Regions from separate parts of the Mus musculus genome. Here region 2 is linked to region 1. A link is a contact called in public HiChIP or PLAC-seq data. All regions are on one chromosome and are shown on one strand. The core of a region is the stretch at or near the end of the contact, and the rest is flanking DNA. Distances in the headings are between cores, read along the strand shown. Region 1 holds the start of Mrvi1 (MRV integration site 1). Region 2 overlaps Ampd3 (adenosine monophosphate deaminase 3).

What was found. HiChIP or PLAC-seq counts read pairs in DNA pulled down with a chosen protein or histone mark.
Region 2: a contact with region 1 is called in an H3K27ac HiChIP or PLAC-seq map of heart atrium, with 7 read pairs. The contact joins the enhancer-like site here to the promoter of Mrvi1 in region 1. A contact is called at or near these places in 21 of 39 promoter capture datasets (the 3T3-L1 cell line, 3T3-L1-derived adipocytes, the C10 cell line and 15 more), 1 of 15 datasets of contacts at CTCF or cohesin (the NIH/3T3 cell line), 11 of 484 Hi-C or Micro-C datasets (the G1E-ER4 cell line, the HL-1 cell line, the N1E-115 cell line and 6 more), 9 of 115 datasets of contacts at active chromatin or transcription factors (the 230-238 cell line, CD8 T cells, DN3 thymocytes and 6 more) and 5 of 9 other capture datasets (adipose tissue, embryonic stem cells, liver and 2 more).

What each region holds. Positions count from the first base shown.
Region 1 is chr7:110,979,465-110,986,180 of GRCm38.p6, reverse strand. It overlaps Mrvi1 (MRV integration site 1), which reads left to right and starts at 3,720. Exons shown (of 21, transcript NM_194464.3): 1 at 3,720-4,168.
Region 2 is chr7:110,808,665-110,814,678 of GRCm38.p6, reverse strand. It overlaps Ampd3 (adenosine monophosphate deaminase 3), which reads right to left. Exons shown (of 15, transcript NM_001276301.1): 14 at 4,773-4,883; 15 at 2,270-3,945. The coding sequence ends at 3,769. It also overlaps a transcript of Rnf141 not described here. Among named protein-coding and RNA genes, the nearest start is that of Gm39069, 31 kb to the right of the region's middle. Within about 2 kb of position 4,373, at least 34 of the 459 cell types and tissues checked have an H3K27ac peak or open chromatin away from gene starts, as enhancers often do. A contact at or near this core is called in heart atrium, neural stem cells and palatal mesenchyme, where this site is marked.

The DNA.
Region 1 (6,716 bases), core at 2,471-4,970:
GGAGTCCCTAAGTTAACAGGACAAGCTCCCAGAGAAGCTGTCCAGCAATCAACCCCAGGGCTGGTTGCATTCTTGGCAGGAAGCCATGTCTCCTCCCTTGGCGTCCCTCTGTCCCAGGATGAGCTTTTGTTTTCCTGGGCCTTAAAACTTCTTCAAAGGTCAAAGGTCAGATGGCCAGTGAAGAGCCTCCCTGAGCTGTGGGCCAGTCTGCCTCAATTGGCCCTTTGCTTTTGTGCCGAGGACACATGACGGTCGCTGATGGGCTGAGTGATGAGCTGAAGATTTTGGTAGAGTGAGGCCAAATCCCTGTGTGGCTCCAGGAACATGGATAAATATAGCCAGAGTAATTGCTTATGTTCTTTTAAGGATTAAAAGTCAGCTTTCAGGCAAGCTGTGAAGCTCCGTGACCAGGACAGCAAGGGACACAGTTCCTTTTTTAGAGCTGTGGTCAGCACTCCTTGTGCATTGCTGGATCCTAGGCCTCTGTGATGCTACTGTCACATGACTTTAGGGGTCACTGAGAGGTCACAGATAGACCACAGGTATCCTTATCACATTTTGTTAGCCAGTCTTGGGTCAGCGTATCAAAGGTATCCAAGCAACACTTTTTAAACTATTGTTGTTGTTGTTGTTATTGCTCTTTGAGACAGGGTTTCTCTATATAACAACCCTGGCTGTCCTGAAACTTGCACTGTAGACCAGGCTGTCCTGGAACTCACAGATGGTCAACCTGCCTCTAAATTAAATAAATAAATAAATAATAAATAAATAAATAAATAAAAACTTTTATTTCATTTTTATTTTGTGTGTGCATGTATGTGAGCATGTGCATGTGGAATTAACGATGCATTAATCGTTATTTTAGTTATGTGCATTTGCATGTGTCTGTGCATGTGAGTGCAGGGGCCCTCGGAAGTCAGAGGGGCTGTTGGATCCCCTGGAGTTACAGATCGCTGTGAGCATGTTGGGACCTAAAGTTGGAGTCCTGTGACATAGTGGCGCATGCTCTTAACCGTCTCTGCTGCCCCTTTGTATCAGTGAACATCTTGAGTGCATGAATGAAAGGATTATACTTGAGTAATAACCGTGGGCTAAGAGTGTCTAGTTAACAGTAACATCTCAATGTCATTTTCCCGTTCTGAAATACATAACTATGATCTAAGCGCCACCACTGGGAGAAGCTGATGAAGGAGGATTTGGGGCTCTCTACTGTTTGTATAACTTCCTGTGTGCCTGTAATTAGTCCAAAATAAAAGTCAAAACACACACCACCAAATAACCTTTAGCCGGGATCTTCCCAGCATCCCTGACCGTTGGAGGAGGTGTGCTGGGAGACAAGCTAATTAATTCTCTGCCCAGAGCAAGGCTTTTTGCCTTATTCTTTATTACTACTGTTATTATTGAATGTGAACGCGTGACTTATTCCTGTGGCCCAATACTTTAAATGCACAACCAAGACACAGTGGATACAGTGGTTAGTCTTTAATTTTTTTTATTTCATTTTTATTTTATGTGTGCATGTATGTGGGCATGTGCATGCCATGGTGGGTATGAAGAGGTCAGAGGTCAGAGGTCAGAGGACACCTTGTTGGAGTCAGTTCTCCCTTCCACCATATGGGTCCTGGGAATTGAATTTAGGTGGCCAGACTTGCCAGCAGGAACCTTTACCTCTTGGGCCATCTCACTAGCCCCACAACTTAGATACCTTTCCTATGGATAGTGTTTTACTATTATTGACTTTTGTGACAGCTTTTGTATTCTCTCACACACACACACACACACACACACACACACACACACACACACACACACACACACACACGTGAATGTGGGTATACATGAATGGACATAAGTGTCTTTGTATGTATGTAAATACACATCTACATACACTTTTCCCCACCCATGTGGTAGAAGGTGTTCTTTTCAGTATCTCCCCATGTACTAATATATCTCAGAGCAGTGGCTCTCAACCTACCTAATGTTTTGACCCTTTAATACAGTTCCTTATTATGTGGTAAGCCCCCAACCATAAAATTATTTCATTGGTACTTCATAACTGTAATTTTGCTATGTTATAAATCGTAATGTAAATCTATGATATACAGGATGTCTGATATGCAAACCCAGTGGGGTCGTGACCCACAGATTGAGAACCACTGTCTGAACGGCTTTTCCCATCACTACAGCAAGAACTCCCGTCTCCTTTGTTATGGCTGCACCCATCTTCTTTTATGGCCCCCAAGTAGCGGACATTTATACCATTCCTAATCCCTTGCTTTTATAAACAATGCTGCAGCGGGTAATCATGCTCATCTGTCATTTCCCTAGTGTGGGAGTTGTTTATAAAATAAATTCCTAGAAGTAGAACTGGGTCAAAGGGCACAAGCCTTATAACCTTGTCAGCCCTGATGTGTCCTCTTATAGAGTCTGCTCCACTTTGCACAGTCACCAAGTGATGTTTTATAAAATGCTTGTAATTGAAGTGAATTTTAAAAAGTCACTTGGTGACTGCCTTGCGAGTCTGGTGAAAGCTTCAGGCCACCACCAGGAGAAACACAGCCAAGTGCTGGCTCAGAGACTCACCGAGGCCGTACAGGACCCCTTCGGTTAGAGCCATGGTGGAGAGGGTGGTAGGTGGTAAAGAGGAAGGAGTTGTAGATGGAACCACCTCAGCTCATGTCTAGGCCCTGGCACTCAGGCTGCAGAGCATCTGAAGAGCAGATCTATTTCTTTGAGCCTCGATTTCCTTTTCAAAAGAAAGATGTAATGATTCTGTTTGAGAAGACACTTGTGAGATAGACACTTGCTTCCAGGCAAAGTATCAAGTGCACTGTTAGGAATAGAGTGGGTGTTTACTAAGAGGCTTACACACATACAAAAGTGTGCATACACTCACAAGCACGCAAAGCCTTAGGTTCAGTTTTAGCCTCTGGCTCCCAGGAGTTCTTGTAATACCCTTTAGAGCTCTCACACAGGACCAACAAGTGAATCTGCTGTGGAGTTCTCAGGTTTAGCCAGTAAAAATGCCCAGTTTCATTTAACTTCAAATGAGCAACATACAATCTTGTGGTACAATTATGTATTTGGGGGCATCCTTATATGGAAATAATAGCATTTCGTTTGAGATTTAAATTTGAGTATCTGGTTATCTGGCCACCCCTCCCAAGGGCTTCTCTGTTGCTGTCTCTAACTGCAGAAGGGGCTGTGGGGCCCCCATGTGGCTGTGTTAGGGTTGACAGTCTGTGATCCCAGGCTTGGACTATATTGAGGATGAAGACCAAGCGTGGCAGAAGAAAGGCAGCTTTCCCCACCGGAGTTGAGGTAACTCAGGGTTGGAAACTCTTCCGTGCCTTTCTAGTACCTATGAGACCCTAACCCACAGTGTCCTGATTTTTCATTGTTGTCCCACTTCAGAGATGAATAGACTGAGATTTGCTATGTTAAGGCTACAGGATGGTTAAGTGGAGGAGCTGGGGCTGACCCCTGGGGCTGCTGCCAGGCCTGGACTTAGTTAATCCCCCTCACCATGCCCCTGTTCTCTCTAGCAATCCCGAGGGTTTAAGATGGGAGCAGCCTCCGCCTCCAAATCCCTGGGACAGGAAACATTCCCAGCTTCTGCTGGCGGTGAGCCAGGATCTTATCTAGGCTCACATGCTTGCTGGACACTCAGGGGTGGGAGGCTGGTCTGCAGATGTCCCCTTCATACCCCTCTGGCACAGACAGAGTCCAGCATCTTCAACTGCTCCCCGCCCCAAGGCACTGCCATCGGCTATGGGGGTGCCCCTTGCAAAAGCCTGGGGATAGGGGCTACTATTCAGGCCCAACCTTCCTTGAACCCTAGGCTGGCTGGAAGGCTTCTCCTGCTTTCAACCCAGAGCCAGGCTGCAGGGGGCCCTGGTGGAACACTGGTTCCCAGTCCCAGCCCCTCATCCAGCCCCTCTCTGAGGAGGAGGCAGGCAGCTGGGGCTCTGCAGCCAGAGCTTTTCAGCTTGGAGCTCTGGAGCCAGATGTAACATTGACCTTAAATGGTAAAAGCTCCCCAGAGTGAAGAGAGGCTGGCCGGGAGGAAAGGGGAATAACTCAGTTTTAGGTAAGTCATCGCTATTGCCTAGAATAACCTGCCTCTTCAGCCCAAGGGAAGCAGAGAGGCGTCTTCTCCTCCTTAAAGGTACAGGGCGCTGGGATGGGGGCACTTAACTTTAAGTTGCATGGGAGGTGGCCTGGTTGGGTGATATTTTAGCCGAGTCTTTTTATTGTTGCTGTCTTAAGTTTTAAATAAGAAGTGAAACTCACGATCCTCACTAAATCCTGCCCCTTCTACTTGCTGTTGGAAAGCACGCACAGTTTGGGGTAAAGATGTGACTGCTCACTAAGCCCCTTACTCCTGGCTCTCCTGCAGGATCCTTTGTGACAGTAGAGAAATGCCCGGTGCTGTGCAAAGCAGACAGGCTGGCCTTTCTTCCCTGGGGCTTCCCGTGTCTCTCCTTTGTTCCCTCTCAAGTCTTGCGTGTGAACCCGTTTGTCCAGCCATCTTCACCATTGACTCTGTCCATTTCTATGCTTTATCTTCCTGACCTGTGCTCTGGTCACATCTCTCTTTTTGTATCTGTCCCCTGTCCCACCACATCATGTCCCCTTTCACAGATCTCTCTCTCTCTCTGTATATATATGTGTGTGTGTGTGTGTGTGTGTGTGTGTGTGTGTGTGTGTGTGTGAGTGTGTGTGTGTGTGCCTACATCCTAGCTTGCACCTCTCCAGAGGTCCTAGAGTGAGTGGCACTCGGGCCGACTTTCTCAAAGAGAGGGTAGCAGAGCGAGGCTCAGGAAAAGCCCAGCTGCTGGGCTGCTTCCTGCACAGTAAACAGTTGTAAAAGCTGGAGAGGCCTCATAGTCTGCATAAACAGCAGCATGGCCCCAGGACCCCTGGCTGGCGCTCCTGCCTCCACAAGTGACAGCTGCTGCTCTTTAACACTCTTCAGACAGCTCTCGGGTGGCATAGAAAGCAAGGCAGCCCTGAACTTGGCTGAGCTGTATTTTGCCCGGAGAGGGAGAAAGCTGCTAGCGCTGCCAGGCTAGAGCAGGAGTGAGGCAGGCCTTGGGAGGAAGAGTCTCTCTCACAACAAGAGGTGATACACACTAGCGGGGCATGTGCAGTTCCTCATCATCTCAGCACCTTGCCTACGTCACACAAGAAGGGTCAGAGCTAGGATTTGAAAGCATGCCTACACCAGTCCCCACCTGACAACTGTGAGCACCTCCAATAGTGGCCTCTGATTTTCAGCTAAGTGATAATGCAGTTGTCTCTGTTATATTTGGTTCATAATTCAGCGGCATGTATGTGCATGTGTTGGAGATGACTGTCTGTGTTCAAGACCATGTCTTCTTCCATATGTGTGGTGGCATGTCATTTCCATGAACCCTATATGTCCCTCTCAGAAGGAAAACTGTGCCAATTGCCACAACGTGAACAAGACATTGTCCATAAATGTATTTGCTGAGCCACAGAGAAGTCCCACAACTGATGTGACCTCAGTTGGCCATCTCTAGAGGTTCCGCTCTTGACACCTCCCATCCCACACACACCCCTGCTCCATTCACCTCTGTTGGGTCCTGTTTCTGAGAGGATGGTGGTAGAAGCATAGACCCTCATGCTACATCCAGGGCATCATGAAGTGTCACATGACCCCACAGCATTGCTAGGACAGCTTTAGCTGTCCCTTTAGGTGGGACACTTGAAGGTGTTTAGTGCCACAGAGTGACCCAGTATCTTAGGTAGATTAAGAACCAATGATTCCCAGTTCCCAGTAGGTCCCAGGGCTCTTAGTTTGGGGATAAAGCATTCTGGGAGTCTGTGGAGGAAACTGTATTGTTTACATGATGAATGGGTTCTAGCCAGAAGATTGAAGTCTGTAAAAACAGAGTCCACACTGTGTGTCCCAGGCCCCAAATGATGCTGGGAACCTCCTGAGTGTTCAGACTCGATCATTTCTGGATGAATGAACAGATACAACACGTCTAAGATTTGTCTTGGTTAAAAGGACTCGGGTTTACTGAGCGCTTGCTTCTGCTGGCCAGAATCTTGCTGTCTGGCTTAAAAGATGCTGCATGTAGAGGTCCTGTCTATATATCTCTCCCTGCGTTTTCAACCAAGTAGCCCCCCACAGGGCCACTGGGCTAGACAGCCGTCTTCAGTGTGGTTTGACAGTCTGTTTAAGGGTCCAGGTAGAGAGATAATAACTGCCCTTGCACCTTGGGGAGCTGAGCCAGAGCAGGGAGGGAGATGGAGAATTGAGTATAGTAAATGCAAAGGAAAGGAGGAGAAAAGGATGGTAACTGAGTTGCTACTGTGTGCTCAGACCTCGTCCCCATGTGTTCTTCAAGTCAGTGGTTATGTTACAACTCAGACTCAGGATGCTCTATTAGAAGCACACAGATGCTGCTGGTAGTGGTGGGTTCCAGTTCAGGCTGCTTCTCTCTAGGACCAGGCAACTTCTGCAGTCGATGTCACCCTGCCTGTAGCTAGTAACTCAAGTCCCAGGAGTTACCAAGTGCTGCTATCCAAATGGGAAATCAAGGAGAGAGGAAAAGTAGCCATCACACCAGCACTGTGGATTTGGGGCTTCAGGTCTGTCTCACATGATAGACCTTTGAACCTGGCACCTGAGCAGAGGTAACTCCAGCTTGTGACCTTGGACTGTGACCTGGAGCAAACCTTGC
Region 2 (6,014 bases), core at 3,124-5,623, 170 kb after region 1:
GGTTTACAACCACCTGTATCTCTCCAAGGGCTCCAACACCCTCATCTGACCACCTAGGGCACCCACATGCATGTTACACACAGAGAGACACACTAGCAAAACAACTTTAAAACATTTTAAAATTCATATTCTGTCATATTCTGTCAACTTTCAAGTGCTCCATAGAACACATTCTCTAAGCCTTGGAATGAGTGATCTTCTGAGATGCTTTCTAGCCCTAAAATTGTCCTTTTGGATTTTGACTTGCTGGGTTTAATTCAAATTGTCTAATCTTAAAGTGTTTCAGAAATTAATAACATAGCTTTAGGGGTTGGGGATATTTCCAGCAATAGCCAATACCTCTATTCCCCAGAATCCTTCATTTTTGAAAGAATAGAAAGTGAGTCCAGTGACTTGATCTTGCCCACTGCCCTTTATTTAAAGTGTGATCTCTGGGATACTAACTGGTCTACTGTGAAGCGTCAGTGTCTCCAACTGCCTTATCAAGTAGTAAGCAGAGTTCTCTATGCATTCCATTGAACTGGGTGGTGACTCCAGATGTCAATAGTAGGTAGGGTTCACCATAGGATCTAATCATAAATTTGTCTCATGAGTAAAATGTATACTTTTTCTATTCTGTACAGCTTTGCCTTTATAAAATAAGAACTACATAAATACATTTACCATGGTAGGAAATTGTGTGCCTTCAGTGATGTGCAAATTGCCTCCTGCTTTAGGGAATTGTTGTAAATTGTATGTTAGTGCTGTGCTCACTCAGTAACAGCAGGTTGGCTCAAATGCTGGAAACGTTGGGTTTCAGAAAGAGTTTGACTATGTATTGATGTAAAGGCTGACAACAGCAAAGCCTGTTTTATTCTTAGGAAAAACTGATACAATGTGCAATAAGTAAACTTTGCAAGTGAACATTAGCTAACTAAAAACGTTTGCTTATGTAATTTCACATTCTTATATACTAAATATTTATATTTATTAGAGGACTGTTTTGTATTGTGCTCTGGGGGTTGTGTTGTTTGTGTGCTGTTTTGAGGTGATTTTCTTGTATTAATATACAACTGGGTAATAAGGCTGCTTGGAAACCTTTTTTTGGTTCCCTGATTTTTTAACACTGGGAAGTTGGATTCATTAAAAGATAGTCTGAATAACTTGCATCCGTAGGTGTTGGGAGTTTCCTTGCTTTGGGGAGAGGGTTCTCGACTGAAGCCTACTTTGTCTGTCGGCTCATCACCTGCATTTATGAGAAGCAACGTAACAGCAGTGTGAGCAGCTACTGTGACTTTGGTTAGCTTTTCTTTCCTAGTACCCGTTAGACAGAATAAAGGGTCCACACTGAGCTCTGCCAGTTCTGTGCTTTCCGTGTAAAAGAATGTCATTGGAGAAACAGAAGAGAGGAAGCAGAGGGAGGTGGCAGCTTCGAGTCAGGTTTGCTGGTGCCCGTCAACCATACTGTGGAGAAACCCGCATTACTATCAAAGCATAAGAGTCCTTCGGATACACTTTGCTAAATCCCCACTCTGTAGTCTCAGCTCTTCATCAGCTTCTGTTTTACAGAATGCGCCTTAAAGATGATCGCTCAGGAGCCGGAGGCTGTGGGTCTGTGGTGTGAGCCCCCTTTCCTGGTGAGACGGTTATTCTGACAAATCATGGTGCAGACACAACATTTAGGTGCATAAGCCATCACCCTCTGTGTTTAAGAACCAGAGAAATTGTGTTGTGAGCCCACCCTTCAGCAGGCAGCAGCTACTGAGAGAGCCAGCCAAGCACACCCTTAGACCTGCTTTCATTCAAGACTAAAGTGTGGATTCACGAGGCGGAGAGATGGTGCCGACTTTCAGCAGTACAGGCTAAGTAAGATATAAGGCAAACATCCACCCTTAGGAATTGTCCAGAGAGTACTGTCTGGAAACCTGAGCCCATATACAGTTGCCTTGGCTTCCGACTGTAAAACAGGCAAAAGGAGGGATTTACACACACACATACACACACACACAAACACACACACACGAGGATCAGTGAGCACTAGGATTTCATTAAACAAAGTGATAGAGAAACAGTCTGAGAAGCACCCTGGTGAACAGATTAAGACATCATCCGAGGCAAAGCACTCTAGATGTGGCTTTGCTGATGCTCTGTGGGACTGGCAGAAGCTAGGCTGAGGTGCTAGATGACCACGAGGTCACCTGAGCCGTAGCTTGCAAATTGTGGGTTTCCTCGTCAGTGCTCTCCACTGCTCACAGCTTTCCATGCACCCCATCTCAGAAATAAAGAAACATTTGTTCTATTGGGTCACAGTCCTAATAGACTTTATTTGTAGTCTTTAAAAAAGTATTTGATACAATGAAAAACTGTACAATAGTTGCTATGTTTGGGCAAATGTATACAAATGGAGGCTTTTCAAAAATAATCCCGCATGACAGGTTTTCATTCAGTTTCATAATCATCTATGTGAGATAGTATGTGTATTTGCCTAGTAAAAGGATGACATGGTTCCATACGCTACACAACAACTGGAAGGATGACAGTCACAGGACAGAATAATTAGTTAAATGGGCAACTTCCAGGTACAGTTAGGTTCATCTAACTATGGTGTAGGACTTCCTGCCTTCTGAATAGTTAAGAAGGTCTTTGAACATTGTTGAGTATTCTGCACATACAGATGCCAAAAGAGAAAGTCATTCAATTACTCCATGTGTATTTATTGAGCACCTACTATGTTCTAGGCACTAGTAACAAAAATGTCTGATAAAGCTAAAGTTCACGTTAGACTTAAAAATTCTACCTAGTCCCTGGGACCATGATAGCTTCTGAAGAAATCTGCTTTAAAATAAAATCCACTTTGTTAGTGACTCTTTTTCAAACATTTAAAATATGTGAAGCCTAAAACAGTAGGAGGAGGCAGGGGAGTCGGGGGTGGGGTGTGACTGGATCAGGAGCTTGGCTCGAGTCCTGTGTGTCCTGAAGCACATTTCACTCCCTGAGGAGTCCCTGGTCTGACTCCCAGGGGAGGTGGTGACACTACAGTCACAGGACATCAGAGCCAGAAGGAGCAGAGGCCCTGTGCTTTTCAGAGGTCTTCATTTAAAAACAAAAAGTGAAGAGCAGCCCCATAACCTCGCCTTGTACCTTCCGCAGCCCAGGAGTGGACCATGAGATGGATTCACAGAATATGGTTTGAGATGACTCGTTGAGTCCTAGATAATAACATAGAACAGAAGTGATGACCTCAGAGGGTGCATTGGGCTTCCTAACCAGACAGGAAGGAGGGGTGCTAAGAGGGAAAGAAACTCATTTTTTAAAATGCACAAATCATCAACAGGAGAGCGTTTGTATTTTCTCTCAAGGTAGCCCCTTTATGAAAAGGAGCTTTGGTGGGGGTTTAAGGCAGGCAGCCAGCCAGATGCCAAAATGAGAACCACTACAGGGCCTGCTGAGTGTGGCAGACACCACACAGGCCTTGTGTCCTTTGGCATTAGGCCTTGCAAAGTCTCAGCCCCAGCCATATTAGCACTGGCAATCACGGGAGACGTGGACAGTCAGGGACAGGTGTACACAGTGCCAGCTCCCAGATCCCCACGGGAGGGAGCCAGCCTCTGGCTCAGAAATGCTAACGAAGTGAGCATGTTCGTAAAGTGCAACCAAAATTGGGAGCTTGAGATTTCTTCAGAGGCGTCCTCATCACAGACGGAAGCCCTAGTTTGAGATCTTGGCCACCATTACCCCCAGCAGACCTGACATTAAACCAAATAGTGAAGTGTGTGTGGACCGCTGGGCCTATTTGGTCAGGGCTGTGATCTCCTCGGACTTCATGGCATCGGACAGAAAGCTGAGCTCATTACACAGGGTCTCGTAGCGGAATGCCATCCGGATCTGTGCAACATTTGTCTTTCGAATGTCATTGCCCTCTGGTCCTTCCTTGTAATAATTCTGACCCAGAAACTTCTGCTTCTCCTGTGGGCCATGAGAAAGACAAGTGAAACCAGATTAACCTCTAGGTCTGCAGGGCAGCTTTGATAGGGGCTCCAGCACACAGACTAGTGTCTCTAGAGCCAATCCTTCAATGGGACATCTTCCTCCCATGGGACTCCAAATCTCCCTGGACCTCCGTGTGACGCTGACCACTCAGTCATTCTCTCTATTGTCGTGGAAGAGAAGTATGAAGTTGATGGGCCTACACTGGGTGAGGTAAAAGACTAAGACCAGGAACCCATCCTGAGAGGTGACATGGCAGGCAGTCATGTTCCTGGAGAGGCTGGATCCCAGAACGACTCAAAACACTTAGGCCTTTAACTGTCACCTTCCCCAGGACCATGTAAGGATGTCTCTTCTTGTTAAATGGCATCCCCTGGGCAGATGCCCAGATTCTCAGTGTTGGTTCCACATCCGATTCTTAAAGGAGCCATGGAAAAAGGCTCTGTGCCTGCTCTGTGCCAGCTCTGTATTAGGGCCTGGGAACACAGGGGCAAGCTTCTGCACTCAACTCCCTTTCAAAAGGGAAACTGGGACGCACAGTGTCTGCAGTGATGCGTACTGTGAGAAAAATAGATTAAGGAGAAAGAGGGCAGCTAGGGACGACCTCGCTCAGGGCAGGTCTGAGATAGATGAGGGGCAGTCATGGTGACCTCACAAGGTTTCCCATGGAGCCAGAGTGTCAGTGCTCCTGAGACCTGGCTTGTTCAGTTTGTCACCCATCCCGGTGACGGGGAAGGCACACTGTGTACAACATTCTGTGTGCTCGAACACTGAAGGGTGGAGGTTACAGCCAGCCCATCACATACCTGATGTGAGAGGCCACTCTGCAGCACACTGTTCCTGGCGATCTCACACAGGTCGCAGGTACTCAGCTTCCACACTTGTGCCGCAATGGCGTACTCCTCCATGAGCGCTTCCTAGCCCCGGCCAGAGAGCACAGTCGGGTGAGAAACATAGGTCAGCCTTGCATCACAAAAAGTACTCACTCTCCAGGGCTTTCCTCAACTCCCTAGCACCTAGATCCGCCAACTCCAGACTCCTGAGACCTGTCTGTGTGCAAGTGTGGGTCACCAAATGGAGATAAAGCAGGCAGGCTTCTGGATTTGCCTGCTCACCAGCACTGAGGGCCTACAATGTCGGGAAGCTGGGGCCTGCTCTCCTGTGACTGTCCTATTAAGAGGGAGCCTCCTTAGGTAAATGCGGGAACATTCATGCAAACAGAACAAAACAAGGATCTGGGAGAGGGACAGCTCCCAAGGCAGCAGCCTCCAACACTGACCAGCAGAGTAAAAAGTAACATCAAGTAGCAAGACCTGTCTGGAGATGATGCAGTCAGTCCCTAAGGGGCCGGGTTAGCTGTGGCCCTGCTTTTTCTTCTGGCAGGAACTACCTGCTGCCCAGCACCAGCCCTCCCTTTACTGTTGCCTCCAGTGGGTCTAAAAGTGAGGTTTGAAGACTGCTGGGACCCAGAATCTGTTTACCAGCTCCACATGACAGCTCTGCAGCTGTTGTGAGGCAGGACTCTTTCGCATGCTTTCCAGCAAATTGAATGCAGAGGCGGGGATGGGAACCCAGCTGTCTTCTATTAAATAAGACACTGAAGCAAACTGCAGAACGGTACCACTCCTCTTGGGATTTTTGTTTTGGGGAAATAGTTATTTTCATAACATTTTTTGCTATTTATATAATACTTAATGATTCTATTACTATTTTGGGGTGGGTGGAGGGTGTGTGTGTGTGTGTGTGAGAGAGAGAGAGAGAGAGAGAGAGAGAGAGAGTGTGTGTGTTGTGTGTGTTGCTGTCATTGTTGGTTTTAGTCTCTTGGTTATTTTTGTTTTGTTTTGATGCAGGGTTTCATCTGTAGCCCAGGCTGGCTCCCAGCTCCAGGTCTCAGTGCCTCAGCTCCCTAGTGCAGGAATCTAGGCATCAAACGGATACATTACTATTGTTAAAGGTGAAAGAGCTATACACTCAGAAAAGAAACCAGAGTATTACTGTTTTTAAATGAGTTTGTAAATATTTTTAAAAGCATCTCTAGGTTCTCACAA